Linked DNA regions of Mus musculus: all the other regions are linked to region 1. A link is a contact called in public HiChIP or PLAC-seq and promoter capture Hi-C data. All regions are on one chromosome and are shown on one strand. The core of a region is the stretch at or near the end of the contact, and the rest is flanking DNA. Distances in the headings are between cores, read along the strand shown.

Region 1 (4,792 bases), core at 1,642-4,141:
ACAGATGTGGCACCACTAGCAGGAAACAAGATAAAACATCTCTCTGGAAAGTAGAACCTAGATGGAGTCCGTGTTTGCAGGGAAGGGAGAAACCCTGGATGCAAATGAAGTGACGGAAAAGAGTGAAGGCAGCAGATCCATTATCCCTTTGGTAGAAGCGAAAGCAGTGCCTCTAACCAGTGTCGGTCCTCCAGCCCACGGGCTGGGGAGCCAGAATAACACTGCACACCCCACCCCAGTGCACTGAGTGTACAGGAGACTTCTGAGGCCGTGGGGAAGGGGCTACATATCACTCAGGTGCTTTGCACTCCATGGGTCTCTAGACAGAGAAGGAACTCTAGACTGGCGAGTGCTCACTGAGTTCCCAACTTCAGATGAGATCAGAAGAACTCGGTATCTGAAGCATTAATGGAAAGAGCTGATCATGAGCCACCACTGTCTCCTGAGTTGTATTCTTTATCTTTTATATATTCTTCACCTTTGCCTAACTCTACATGTCTAGTAGTCTTCCTGTTAGCATGGACCCACTTCCGCGCATGGTCCATCCTCCTTCCTTTCACAGAGGCAAGCCCAGAGGACTTTCTTCGAGCCTATCAGTTCCCACCAGCTCCCTTCATGTTTCTTATCAAGTCCCCAGAACACTTCTCCAAGGTCCAGTGGATTTCGCGTGCAAACCACTGTTAGTTTCTTGGATGAGACTGCATATGAGGAGCAATGACAATGGCTCTTGGCAATGTCTTCACACGGGCAAACCGTTCACTCTGGCAGTGTGGCCCCCGGGACTGTAATCTTTGCCAACTGTTCTCACGTGCATGGTGTGTAGAGCCATGATGATCTCCACAGAGAACAAGACAAGCAAAGATGGGGGATTGGGGGGGCAGTGGAAGTCCTTCCATCTTAGGACTTCTACACACAAGAAAATTTGAACAGCATTCAACTCAAAATGAACACAGCAAGGAAGGAAGGAATTAATTTCTTTCATAATCCTTTATTATATGGGTTTGTTTGTTTATTTGGGAGGGGGGATTTGGGGAAGGTTTTTGTATTGTTTTGGGCATTTGAGCAAATCTGATATAATTACCACCTACATATCCTGTGACCCAACAGAATTAGCCAATTATTTGGGGAGCCATGGAGTTTTATCTCAGGAGGCTCTAGAACCTCGGTGCAAAAGTGAATTTCATTATGAGAAATAAGACTGAGGCCTCCAGGATTATCCATACTAAAAGATGATAGTACTGCAGTCTAGAGTTATAGGCACTCCTTTGTGTATATTTTGCTAATTGAATGTACTTCTCAAGCAGGCTGAAATATCACTGTGAGTTGGATAACCGTATGAACTGATAGGGGGGACTTTGAGCTTCACTTGGGGTGTCGAAAATATGAAAAAGGACAACTATTTACCCCAAATATTCTCACTCAGTCTCCATTGGCACACCAAGCTCTCGGCCCATTGGAAAGCAGATTCAGGTCATAGGATGTGAAGTGCCAGACTCCAAGCATCAACAATGTGTGATTCTCCATCTTACACAGCCAAGCCTTGAGGCATACAAAAGTAGATGCTCCTGAGAAGAAAGGGAAAGAGGGAAAGTGAGAAAGTTGCCAAAGGGCATTGTGATCCCACATCCAAAGATGTACATACTCAGCCAAAGCTCGGCCCTTAGCTCTCATCTCTACCTTTCCCAAGTCCTCTTCCTTTCCCTCCAAACATTCACAGCTTTGTGACCCATCTTCAGCATTTACCAAGCACTGGAGATGGTTCTTTTTTAAGGATCCTTCACATGATGCAGAAAATCTTTGTTTTATTTTATTTTATTTCTTACCTATTCACTTTACATCTGTTCACAGCCCGCCTCCCAATCACTTCTTCCCACAATCCTCCCCCATCCTCCTTCCCCTTCTCCTCTTGCTAGAAGAACCTGCGCCAAGGGGGTGGGGGGAGATGTGAAAAGGAAAAAGGACACAGAAACAGAAATTACAAACACCTCCAAGGATGTCCTAGCCCAGCCCAAAGACCAACACCAGATATTAGGGCTCTTGGAGGAGATCCTGTATCCAGGCCCAAATATTAACCTACAAGAGCTGCACCTCTCCCTGACTACCATACCCAGGGGTCACTGTTCCAGGGGTAACAAAAGAGTTCTGCCTTCTAATAAAGCCAATACAGCATAACTAGTTTCAATCCCGAGTTCCCTTAACAAGCCCAAGCTTTGAGTATTTTGTTATAATACCTTCAAATAGCACAAATCCCTAACCACAATGTTGAAATTACTCAAGGGTGTGGAACTCCTCCTGGGCCACTTAAACAATAGCTTTAGGAAGCCAGCACCTGCAAACTGAGATGAGACTCAGTGAGGTTACCTGGAAGCTGTTACCAGGCATCTCCTGTCAATTAGAATAGGCTGGCGAAGCTACCCAATTACAAGGCATTACTGTTGCCTATTCCTACGGAGACTATCTCTTGCTCCAGAAACAGTCTTCTGGAAATAACAGCAGTGTTTTCCTGTATTTCATTGAGTTTCAGGTTTCCCCCGTGGGCCGGTTACTAGTATGCTTTGTTTTATACTTCAACAGTCTTTCTACAAATTGAAATCTGGAACCAAGCGTCCTACTCCTGAAGGGATTTGTTGCTTGTCTGTGGATGTCACCTAAACAAGAGAGTAACAGGCTATTCAGTGGGAAGGGTTTGGTTTCAGCATTTTGCCCTGTGCTTAGGAAAAGCTTTCCACTTCATTCCTGAACCATAAATCTCAATCCTGCAGCCATGGGTTCAATCAAACAGGATGGGAGCAGGGAGGCATCTAGCTTCATTAAGGCATCACACTGGGAAGGGTGATTCACACATTCTTTAGTCCTCTCTTCTTCCTCTCAGCCCAAGCTGGTAATCAAAGGGAAGATTGCTCTAAAATGCAAATCAGGTGTCTAACAGAAGGCTTTGCTGGGGGAAATCTCTATTAGAAGTGCTGGGTTTGCTAAAACAGCAGAGGCCCCCGGGGTGACGTCATTGTTCCTTTGAAAGAGTCAAGACACCCTGAACCAGTATATCTTCCTTAGGATAAAAGCTTGTTCAATGAAACCGTTTGGCCTCACATCAAGAATAGCTTTAAAACAAGACTGGCTGGTCCCAAATGGACTTCCCTTAACACAATAATGTGTAATGAATGAGTGCCTAGCCAGCTGAGTGGCCAGCCAGTGCTCCTATCAAGCAGATTCCAGTCTTCACAGGGAGAGTGTCCCTTTGGCATTAAGACTCCCATAAAGCACAAGGCAACCTGGCAGTTACTCCACACTCCTGAAACCCCAGAGGCTCTGATGGCTGGAGGCAGGTGGGGATCCGGGAGCTCTCTTCGATGGAATGCTGCCTTTATCCTCTCTCTGCTCCCTGGTCCACAACCTCAGAGATGGCAACCTTAACTGGAATTAGATTATGGGTCAGATTTTACTGGCAGATAGTGAGGAGCCCCTGCTGCCTAGATCTAAAGTTTGTATTCCAGTTGTTCACCACCCTCATGACGTTAGCATTTCTTCTAGGCTCTGCCCCCGATGCTACTTGGCAACAGCCAGGTATACATGACTCACTATAAAAGTTGCTGCTTGCCCCCTCCTCACTCTCTTGCTCCCTTGCTCTCTTATCCCCTTTGTGCCCTCTCTCCCCATTCCCTTCCCTTCCCTTCCCTTCCCTTCCCTTCCCTTCCCTTCCCTTCCCTTCCCTTCCCTTCCCTTCCCTTCCCTTCCCTTCCCTTCTCTCTTCTCTTCTCTTCTCTTCTCTTCTCTTCTCTTCTCTTCTCTTCTCTTCTCTTCTCTTCTCTTCTCTTCTCTTCTCTTCTCTTCTCTTCTCTTCTCTTCTCTTCTCTCTCTCCCTCCCTCTCTCTCCTCTCTTCCCCCTGCCTTTCTCTGTCTCTACTACCCCCTCAACTTCCCTCCCATACCCTAAATAGATTCTATTCTAGACTATAGAATAGTATAGTATAGTATAGTATAGTATAGTATAGTATAGTATAGTATAGGTTGGTACCTAAGGGGGAAGGGATGCCCCAGCATGGGGCCACAGAGGCACCCCCTTCCCCCACACCATACTGTGCCTCTATCGAACATATCCCTGGCTCCTTTTCTTTTTTATAAACATAATGCATGCCCTTGGTGAAGGAGGTGACTTATGTAGATGTCTTGGTGGGAAAGGACTAGGATGCAGAACTAGAGGCAAACTGTGGTCCAAAAGGTAAGGAAGAGCTGCAGACTCTTAACAGAGTAGCAGTCTCAGAAAGACGAACTGCAGAGGCAGCTTAACTGTAAGGTTCCTCCTCCATACACGCAAAGACTGGAGTTCAGATCCCAGCATCCATGGTAGCCAAGCATGCTGGGATATGTCTAAAATGCCAGCACTGGGAAAATGAGGGTGGGGAATAAAGGAGGGGTGAACACTTGTGTTCATTTCATTGGCCAGACAGTGTAGCTAACAGATAAACTAAATTACAAGATCAATGAGACACCTTGCCTAAAAAAAAAAAGAAAAAAAAAAAAAAAGAAGGTGGAAAGCCATCAAGGAAGACACCTGACACCAACAACAGGTTTCCACATGTATAGGCACATGTGCGTACTTCACAGTAAAATACAAACACACACACACAGACACAGACACACATACACACACTCTGAAACAATGTATAGGATGTAGAAAACATTGAGGCTTGGTACATTGGTGTATGAGAGGGAGAAGACTCGGGTTTCTGATACAGGCGTGTGGGCACAAAGCACAATGGATTCTCTAAGAATGCAGTTCAGTAGCTCCGTA
Region 2 (4,792 bases), core at 1,696-4,195, 850 kb before region 1:
AGCCTCCTGCCAGCCTGCACAGCCACAGGGCTTGCGCCTGACTTCGTGAGTGGTAGGGGATGCAGCTCGGATCCCGAGGGGGTTAATGAAGGAGCATGCACCCCCTGCTCCGTGTGTCAGACAATAATGCAAACGTTCTTGGAGACCAGAGTCCCAGTCACTTTGAGCACGGGGGTGCGCGCGCGCGCGCGCTCTCGCGTAAGATCCCAGTGCCAAGCAAGCAGGGGCTGGCAGCGCCTTGGCTTCACTTTGGCGTCCATGGTCTCAACCGGGATTCCTGGTGCGCAGGAGGCACTCAGTTCCCTGGGGCTTTGAGTCCAGGCCCAGGACTCTATGCACCTAACCTGGAATCCCTTAACCAGGCCAGTGCAGCCTCTGTCCAGGACCTATCCCTCCACGCCCGGCCCCAGCTTCCCCTCCCCCAGAGCGGCAGACCACCCTCGTGGGGGCGGAATCAGCCCGCACACGTGTAGGGATTATTAAGCAGCCGGGCGAGAGGCTGTGGGGTCCACGCAGCAACCTCTGTTAATTGCGGGGGGAGGGAGCTAGGACTGCTCAGAACTCCAAGGAAACCCAGAGTGCGCTCCAAGGGTGAGCTGCAGGTTTAAGGAAGGAGGAAGCTTTGCCTTAGATCATCTCAGAGTGCAGGAAAGGGTAAGAAGTTTGGCATAGTTGCATGACAAGAATACCATTTCAGCAAGGGTTGGTCTGGACAAAGCCTGGTTCTGTATCCTGAATCTTTTCCACTTCCAACATTGACATCAGTACCTGGTTTGGGGGGCACAGACTTTTCATGTTTTGCCTCTCATTTCCCAGCGTGCCCAGACCAGAGCCCTCTGCCAACCTAACCCTGCTTGGTGCTTGACCCGTGGAGCCTCCTCAGGTGGAGGCCCAGGCTAGATGGGGGGAGGGGGACATGTAGTCAGAGGGTAGACATCTGTGGGAAGCTCCCCAAAAATCAAGCAATCCCATCTTTCTAGTTAAGCAGGACCCACCTATTTCTAGGTGAGCTATTGGGACACATCCCACGGATAGTTATTGTGAGAAGGATGCTAAGCAGAGGGGCCAGCATCAGAAGGCCGAATTTTCCCCCACCTGGAGCCCTCAGGCAATCCTCTGCTCTCTCCAGGCCGGTGTGGAGTTGGATGGAGATCACAGAGTCCTCTGTGGCTTCTTAATCACCCTTGAATTTGAACCACTAGGGGAATAGCAGCTGGGGTAGTCTTAGAGAGGAAAGGGAAATTTCTTCTGAGGAAAAGAGGGGACAAATGATTCAAAAGGGGGGAAAAAGTCGTAAGACTTGGTTCCATCCTTTAAAAAGAAAAGCAGTCTGTCTATAAAGATACAGATACAGATTTGCCCAGTAGTGTGAGGAAGGAAACTGGGAACCTGACACCCAGTAGCACCAGGAGCATATGAGAGAGTGAAGAAATGGGAGCAGGTACTTGCCAATGTGAAATCAATCCTCTCTCTCTCTCTCTCTCTCTCTCTCTCTCTCTCTCTCTCTCTCTCTCTCTCTCTCTCTCCCTCTCTCTCTCTCTCCTTCTCCCCCCTTCCTCCTCTCTTTCCTCCTCCTTCCCATAGACTAAACCTAGCGCACAGGAGCTGTTACCAGCCCGAAGGTTGCAGCTTGTAGAGACTTAGGAGAAAACATCCCCTAACTCCTTTCAAGGAGAAAGCCAAATTCTCTGAGACAAAAAAGCCCCAGGAACCATACAGAAATAGCCCTTTCCTTTGGTTGATCAGACTTTGACAGGGGTTGCCTCTGCACCCACAGAGAATTGATCTGCTAGGGAAACCTGACCAGAACTCCCCACTGGCTTCACCCACCTTGCCAGATATCACAACTTGCAAAAAAGCAAAGTCCAGGGAAGGAAAGAGGAGGCGACATCCCAGAGACAGCTAGTTTGAGTACCTTGGAGGGGAAGCATAGGAATGGGGTGAGAGGAGGTGTAAGGCTATGGGAACACCACTCAGCTAGGAGCTCTCTCTGATGGCACAGGAGCCCGGCGAGCTTGAACTTGCCAGGCTGACGGTGCCCAGTATGTTTCCCAGGTGCGCTGGGTCCGGGGAGAAGTCGTGGGAACTACCCCAGCCTGCGACCCGCCAAGCCCACCAAGCGCCAGGAGCCAAGGCGCAGTTCTCTGCCCAACTCGTGTCGGGCTCTCTTCTCCTTGACAACCCACAGTACACAGCACAGAGAGAAATGTCGTTTAAGCCCAAGTGAGGGGGAAGGAAGGGCGGGGGTGGGGCGGGGGCAGATGAGGGGTGGGAAGAACGCGATGGAAGCTCGGTATCGGGCGCTGCGTTCCCTAGCGTCGCTGGTGGACAGCCACCCGGTCGGTGCCTGCCGCTTGGTCCCTTACAATCCTCAGATCAGACACTCGCGTTCGCAAACCGGGCCTCCGAGGGTTCGGCCGTCTCCCCGGTACCGAGCTAGCCTGTCTTACCCTTAGCTGCAGTGAGGAGCCCCGCGCACAGAACCGCCAGCACCAGAGGCAGGAGCAGCGACTTGAATTTCCTCCACGCAGTCATGTCTGCAGATATTCCACACGCACACGACACGGATGGCTCCTCTCGGATGCGCCGGTCTCCTCCGAGGAACAACCGGGCTCTAAACAGAGTCCGGTAATCACCAAAGGGCAAGGCGAGCTGGCAAGAGCTCCGGGTCCCCAGCCCGGCCGCGCATCTGACGCCTCCCGCAGCTCTGCGCGCCCGGCTCGCTCCGCTCCCGTAGCATCGGGTCCGAGCCACTGCGGGGCTGAAGATGCTCTGAGCGAGCGCAGCCCCGGGGCTGCCGGGGCCGGGGACGAGCGCCGGCCGAGCCGGGCAGGAAGGCACCAAGGCGGCGAGGCTGCGGGAGGGGGCGAGGCGGGAGAGGAGCGCGCGCAACCGGGAGCAACCTGGAGCGGAGGCAGCTGGAGAGAGAGCCAGCGAGTGGGAGGTGCGGGAGGGGCGCGGGGGGAGGGGGGAGCAGGGCTGGAGCGGGAGGAAGGCGGGGAGCGAGCGCCGAAGACAGGCTGCTAGAGGCGCAAGGAGCCGCTGCCGTGGTGGCTGGACTCAACCATCCTACCCACCGAGAGGGGAAGGAGGCTGGCACCGCGCAGTCCGGGACTCAGCCTGGCCTCGGGCTTTCAGGCCCCTGCTAGTGCTCCCGCAGGCAGCGCAGCGTTCAGTCTCTGGCGCGGCTGCGCGCAGGCTGGAGCACGGAGACTTGTTGGGCGCTCAAGTGGGAGAAGCCCACGCTGCGCACCGGGGAAAAACCATACAATTGGCCACGCGAGCGAGCCCGAGGGCTCTGTGGGGGCAGGCAGAGGCCAGCCTCCATCCTTCTCTTTCTCTACTGACCAGAAGAAGACCTCTGCCTAAGTTAGGAAAGAAATGCAGGTGGGGGAAGAGAATGGGCCCAGCTGTGACTGAAACTGGGAGCAAAATGGTGCTTTTAAAAGAAATTATAAATTACCTTTGAAAAGGTGACTGTCTGCAACTATGATGAGCCTCTGACAGGTTCCTGTTCTGCTCCTGTTTAGTCCTGTTAGTGTTACCCTCATTGCAAGCCCAGCTCTATGTGGGAAACAAAATGAATCTAAACAACCCAACTGGGCTGCCACCCTGTTCTGGTTGTGAGAGCAGGAGAATTGACAAAAGTGTAGTGAACCCCAGCATCACATCCAGCATTCCTGCAAGAGGGATCAGAAGGAAGTTCCTAAAAGCAGGTCTACTGCAGCCAGTGAGTGCACACAGAGTAAACTACTAGAAAAAGGCTGTAGGTTAATTGAAAAAATCCAAACCAGGTGAAGGCTAGAGTTCACAGATGCTCCATTCTTAGAAAGGATTCGGGAGTTCTAGAGGATAGGATGGAAGGGGCCAGGGATGGACATCTCAGGCCCCCAGCATGGGAACATTCATCCCATGCTGACTGTGAGTTGTTCACACCAAGGAATGAGGATGGTGTGTGGAGGCAGGCTGATGGCCACATCATCGCACCAGCATTGTGCCCACTGTTAGGGGCAGAGTCACGGTGTGCCACTCAAGTTTAGTGTTCTAGAGCTTTCTTGCTCCCTGAAGCCCACGGATGACGTGAGGGCATGAGAGTGACTCCAAAAATGTAGAGTCACCGGCTGTACCTTACCTTCCAAGAGTAACCAGAGACTTTATCCAGCCTAGAATCCTTCTCCTGGAGATTGGAGCTCCCCAGAAAAAAAAAAAAAAAAAAAAAACCCTGGGCTCTGTTCTCCTGCAGGTTTCCCCCAGGCTCTCTTGGAACTGATCTGAAGTTTTTTTGTTTTGTTTGTTTGAAAGTATCCTCCCATTGCTCTTCCCTTATCCCTAGGGGAGAAAATTCCAGGCTATCTCTCTAAAGCAATGGATTGAGAATGATGCCCTGTGTGCTTCAGTGTGACAGGGAGTGGAAGGGGTCACCTACAGTGTGATTTTAAGTCATTCCCCCAGGTGTTATTTACACTCCAGCAAGTGAACAACAACAACAAGACCTATTAGGAGATCCGATAGCTCATCCGCTGCTCCTCCTTAGGACCCATTGATCTACAGAAGCAGCATAGCTGAAGACCTCCATGAGAAACGGTGTCCTGTCTTCTGAATGCCACTCCTAATGACTCATGTCACCAAGAAGGATTTCTGCCATTAAAAACCATTTCCAAATCTCACTTCTTTGTCGGGGGGAGGGGGGGTGTGGGGGGGGGCTCCCAGATGGAGCCATGTTATTAGGGTCCGAATCAAGAATGTTCAGTGTCACCTGAGATGTCAAACACCTTTGCTTTGCACAGAATGG
Region 3 (4,792 bases), core at 1,657-4,156, 730 kb before region 1:
TACAGAAAGGAGAGAGAACTTGACAGGCTCAAACCTTATTGTAAATATCAACTAGTTGGGAGAGTTAGACACTGGAACAAAGCCTGCTAAGTTGGAGGATCCTGGAATCACTGGCTACTGATAACTGTGATACAGTAGCCTCCCTTATCCTTGGTCTCCTGCCTGTCTTTTCATATGTTAGTGACTCTGAAGGACACAAAACCATTGCCTTTCACACTGAGTGATTCCCCAGAGGCTACTGATGAGAGTCCTGAAGGACTGGGATTCATGTGAGAGCTCAACATTTTTCAGTGTATCAGGCTAGGGTAGTATTTTAGGTTTCATGACATTAAATTGACTTGCATATGATCCATTGTATTATATTTGATAAATAATATATAATGCATATCATCTTTTTATATGTAGATAGATATCACAATATATCATAATGTCATAAGATACCACAATTCTCCACAACATTTAAGAAGTACACGATTCCTTATCTCATGCCAGCCATTGCTGCATTAAATTATATGCCGCATTCTGTACCTGTTGCACCTGTATGATTTTGTGACTTTTCCACCAGGGCTGATGCTTATGTTCTTGTCTGCCTTACTCCTATAATTCTCTATTCTCTCCATCTTTCCAACATCTGAATTGGTCAACCTTTAAATAGCCTTTCCTTCACTCAACCAATGTGTAGCCAAGGTACACTTGAGACTGTCATTGTGTATAGCTCCTCACTGTCTGAAATAAGGGTTTGGACATTATAGACCCCATTAGCCAGCTTAAACTTGCTAACTCTCTAGAATGTCAGACTCTTTTTTAAAAAATTTTATTAAATATTTTCTTCATTTACATTTCAAATGCTATCCCAAAAGTCCCCTATTCCCTCCCCCTGCCCTGCTCCCCTACCTACTCACTCCCACTTCTTGGCCCTGGCATTCCCCTGTACTGGGGCATATAAAGTTTAGTGCCTGGCAAATACAGAAGTGGATGCTCACAGTCCTCTATAAGATGGAACACAGGACCCCCAGTAGAATGTCAGACTCTTGAAGGAGAGATTAGACCTCATGGATCATAGTCATTTCCAGCAGTAATGGAGGCCCCAGCGAACATGAGCTCGTGTGTGTGTGTGTGTGTGTGTGTGTGTGTGTGTGTGTGTGCGCGCGCGCGCGCATGTGAGATTTATATGTGAAATCTGATGTTAGAATAGTACTCAGTTGATACTAAGTCAATGCATAATGCTTGCATGGGCCCATAGGCCAATATGAAAATAATGAAGTTTTTTCAAGTTTTCTAAATTTTTCAATATCCAAATAAACCATTATGGTGGATGTGAGACACATCAGAACTAATCCCATACTTAAAAATAAACTGTAATGACGAAGCTCAAAATACCCTGACTTTCTTACTTAGGAGACTTCAGTGAAAAGACTCAATCATATTAGTGTGTAATCACTGAGATAAATGTCCAAGGTGAGACACTGCATACCCGTTATGTTTAGTGATCCAGATATAAACTGCTTTGATGTGTGTTTCTAGCACTGTTTCTAAAACTGAGTGGTACATTGTTTTTATTTTTATTTTTGTCGCTTTCTTGGTGAGAGAGAGAGAAAGAATAGGAGGTTGGGTAAGTAGAGGGCTGGGGAGGATCTAGACAGAGTTGGGGATAGGAATATAATCAAAATATATTATACATTTTTAAAAAATAACAAAAAAGAAATAATTGTAATGGTTGTGTTATTGTTTAAAAGGCAACTGAGATATTAGAACTTGAGCTATCAGCTTTCCAGAGGACTTCTTGAGTGACTGAGTGCTGACAGGATGTCAGGACATTTACCTGTGCTCTACAGAGTGCGTTTCTGGGGCCAAGTGCTCTCTAAGAATGCTGGTGCTCAACCTGCAGTGCATCTGTGGTTATTTACCTGCTAGGCTTTGCCACATCTCAGTTGTCAAGCACTGAGGGATGGATGCTCATAAGCAGTAATGCCAGGGGATGGGATAGTGAGACAGGGGAGGGCTGTGTAAGCCCAGTTAGAATTGTCTGATAACATTAAAGCCTCTAGCTATTGTGGCCTTGGAGACATGGAGGAGTCAGCCCAAGCCTCTGAGGTCAGGTGTCTTAAAACGCAGGGGCAGTAGACTTAAGGGGCACTGTCTAACCTGCATTCTATCACTGAGAAGCTCTGATTATGTTTTGATTTTTTTTTTCCAGAATTGCAAACTTAGGGGTATGAAAAGACCATATTTTTCAGGCTTGTGTAGTGTCTGGATTTAATCTCATCTGCAAATGTCACATTCTCCTGGGCATTTGTGCGGAAACCTGCTTTACAATGTCCTACTCGCAAACACCCTGGTTTACCATCGTCTTCAGATCTCCCATTTTCCATAAGGGAACCTCCAGCTCTGAAAAAGGCAAAAGATAAGCTCAAAAGTTCCCCAGTTTGCTTGCAGCTCTGAAGATGGTAACTTGAGAAACATGCAAGTAATTCCTAAGACAGAAATGGCATTGCAGTATTTTTTTCACAAAAATATCCCACTTATTTGTGAACTTGCCTCAATTATATTTATCTGCATCTACTCGAAAACAAAGCATTGTGGGAAACTGAAAGGAAAAGTATGGGTTCAGGATCCCCCAAGGCCAAGTTCTCAACACAAAGATTTATTTACCCCAGAGGGACAGAAGATAGGAAATAAGAGACAGGAGATAAAGGACGGGGGAGGGGAGTAAGGGAACAAGGGAGAGGGACCAGGGATAATTTGTCCCAGAGTAGGAGAAGGGCTTTCTCTAGATAAAGAGGACAAAGACATGGCAACATAGAAAAAGGGCAGTTTATAAAGGTACAAGGGGAGACCGGTGTCAGGATGAGCTCGTTTGTTTTGATTGGGCATGTTAATTAGGTGAGCCAAAGGGGACTTTTGATTGCTGGACTTTAATCCTTTCACAGCTGGACCTTGGCAGTCAGCCTCAGGAGGAGGAAGTGGCCAAATAAGGGAAGAGACCTTGGTGGCTAGCTTTAGGAATGTAATCTAACAGGTTTTTTTTTGTTTTGTTTTCTTGATAAAAAAAAAAGTGGAATGTGAGAGAAGAGTAAGACCTGTCAGCATCATGCTCCACCACACTACAGTAGACAAGAGTGCTTTCAAAAACTGCTTGCCCTGTTGACCTGGGAAACAGACCTGTGCCTTGCTTAGCCATCATCAGACATGCTTTCTCCTGTAGCAGATAAGAACAAATACATAGAATCACAGCCAGATGATATGCAGAATGACTGACATTCAAACATTTCCCTCCAAAAAGATTGTATCCATCGATCCTTCCCCTTTGTGCTCAGGGAACCCTGTAGAGGAGGAGGTGGAAATAGTTTAAGAGCCAGAGGAGATGGAAGGCACGAAGAAATCAAAGCCTTCTGAGCACAGCAGGAACAATACATATGCACATATGTAGAGTATGGCATCATGCATAGGGCTAGCATTAGCCTATACAAGCAGATGGTCCATAGAAAATGAACCACCATAGATGTCATCTTTGGAGGTTCTTTGGTTTATTATGTGAAGTCAGAAGTGTGTTTGTTTGTTTGTTTGTTTACTTTTAACATTATAGGTACTTTATACATATATATATATATATATATATATATATGTGTATGTATATGATTCATGTGTTTGCAAACTTATATCTCTGCATCTCATGTGTATCTTGTGCTTTCTCGTGGACTCTTTTTTTTTTTTTTCTTGTTTGGATATTTATTTCTATTCAGGTTTGGTTGGTTTTTTTTTATATTATTTTGTTGTTATTCCTTAGGTGCCGGTTTTCATTTTTTCTTTTGATTTATTCTTCTCTCATACTATCCATCCAACCTCAGATTCCCTTCCCTCCACCCACCCCATGGCCCCCTACTTTCTCTCTCCTGAAGAACCATTGCCCCATCATTTCCGTTCAGAGAGCAGCAGGCTTCCCAGAGAGAGAAAGAATGTGTGTGCATCTTGATGGCAGGGAAGGTAGAGAAGACCTGGGAGGAGAATGTGGAGGGCAAACCATAATCAGAATATACTGTATAAAAAATCTATTTGCAATCTTTTAAAACAAAAAATATTTAATCAATATATCTATAAATTGGTGAGATATATGAATAAAATTATTAAATACTAGATATAAAACATGACCATAAATAATTCAGAACTCTATACAGACCAAACTCTATAAACATTTTTATAATTTCAAAATAAATAATAAATTATTTCTACATTATATAAACATAATTAACACAGTACCATTTAGTCATAAATGCCTGGTTTTGATAAAGTATGGGATCATGTTTGGAGCAGAATAGATTTTCTTTACCACCAAAAGAGAAAGAAGTAATTTAATTCTGAACTGACTTTTAGCTTTATCAACACTGTAATTAAGGCATACACAAAGGTATTTTTTCCTTTAACTTAAAGTCTCCAAGCATAGCTGGGGTGGGGGCTGTGAAGTAGGGTTGGTCTTAAGGAGCACACATCTACAGTGTGCAGACAAGCTGAATTTCCAATACAAACTTATCCACTCGGCTTTAAGTAAAAGTGTCTTTATTGAGGTGTAACTTTCCCATCCCACTGTTGACCTATTTAAAGTGTATGATTCAAGTGTTCTCAACATACTGAAGGAGTGGTGTGGCTGTCACCACAAGGGTATTTGAACATTTTTATGTCTCTAAATTGAAACTCCAAAATCTGCCATGCTAAACATTCCCTTCCCTTCCCTTCTCCAGATACTCACTCCTATCTACTCTCTGTCAAGTCCATGCTTCTCTGAGGCACTATTTTA

What was found. Promoter capture Hi-C pulls out the DNA fragments that hold promoters and counts their contacts. HiChIP or PLAC-seq counts read pairs in DNA pulled down with a chosen protein or histone mark.
Region 2: a contact with region 1 is called in a promoter capture Hi-C map of stem cell-derived epiblast-like cells, with 4 times the contacts expected there. The contact joins the promoter of Csmd1 here to the enhancer-like site in region 1. A contact is called at or near these places in 15 of 39 promoter capture datasets (the 3T3-L1 cell line, 3T3-L1-derived adipocytes, the C10 cell line and 9 more), 1 of 15 datasets of contacts at CTCF or cohesin (stem cell-derived epiblast-like cells), 1 of 484 Hi-C or Micro-C datasets (the HPC-7 cell line), 7 of 115 datasets of contacts at active chromatin or transcription factors (embryonic forebrain, embryonic stem cells, forebrain and 2 more) and 1 of 9 other capture datasets (embryonic stem cells).
Region 3: a contact with region 1 is called in an H3K27ac HiChIP or PLAC-seq map of stem cell-derived epiblast-like cells, with 12 times the contacts expected there. The contact joins two enhancer-like sites. A contact is called at or near these places in 2 of 115 datasets of contacts at active chromatin or transcription factors (epiblast stem cells and stem cell-derived epiblast-like cells).

The regions. Positions count from the first base shown.
Region 1 is chr8:18,378,965-18,383,756 of GRCm38.p6, forward strand. No RefSeq gene overlaps it. Among named protein-coding and RNA genes, the nearest start is that of 1700014L14Rik, 47 kb to the left of the region's middle. Within about 2 kb of position 2,892, at least 11 of the 459 cell types and tissues checked have an H3K27ac peak or open chromatin away from gene starts, as enhancers often do. A contact at or near this core is called in neural tube and stem cell-derived epiblast-like cells, where this site is marked.
Region 2 is chr8:17,532,440-17,537,231 of GRCm38.p6, forward strand. Csmd1 (CUB and Sushi multiple domains 1) reads right to left here and starts at 2,946. Exons shown (of 70, transcript NM_053171.2): 1 at 2,451-2,946. The coding sequence starts at 2,535.
Region 3 is chr8:17,651,060-17,655,851 of GRCm38.p6, forward strand. No RefSeq gene overlaps it. Among named protein-coding and RNA genes, the nearest start is that of Gm39137, 91 kb to the left of the region's middle. Within about 2 kb of position 2,907, at least 23 of the 459 cell types and tissues checked have an H3K27ac peak or open chromatin away from gene starts, as enhancers often do. A contact at or near this core is called in stem cell-derived epiblast-like cells, where this site is marked.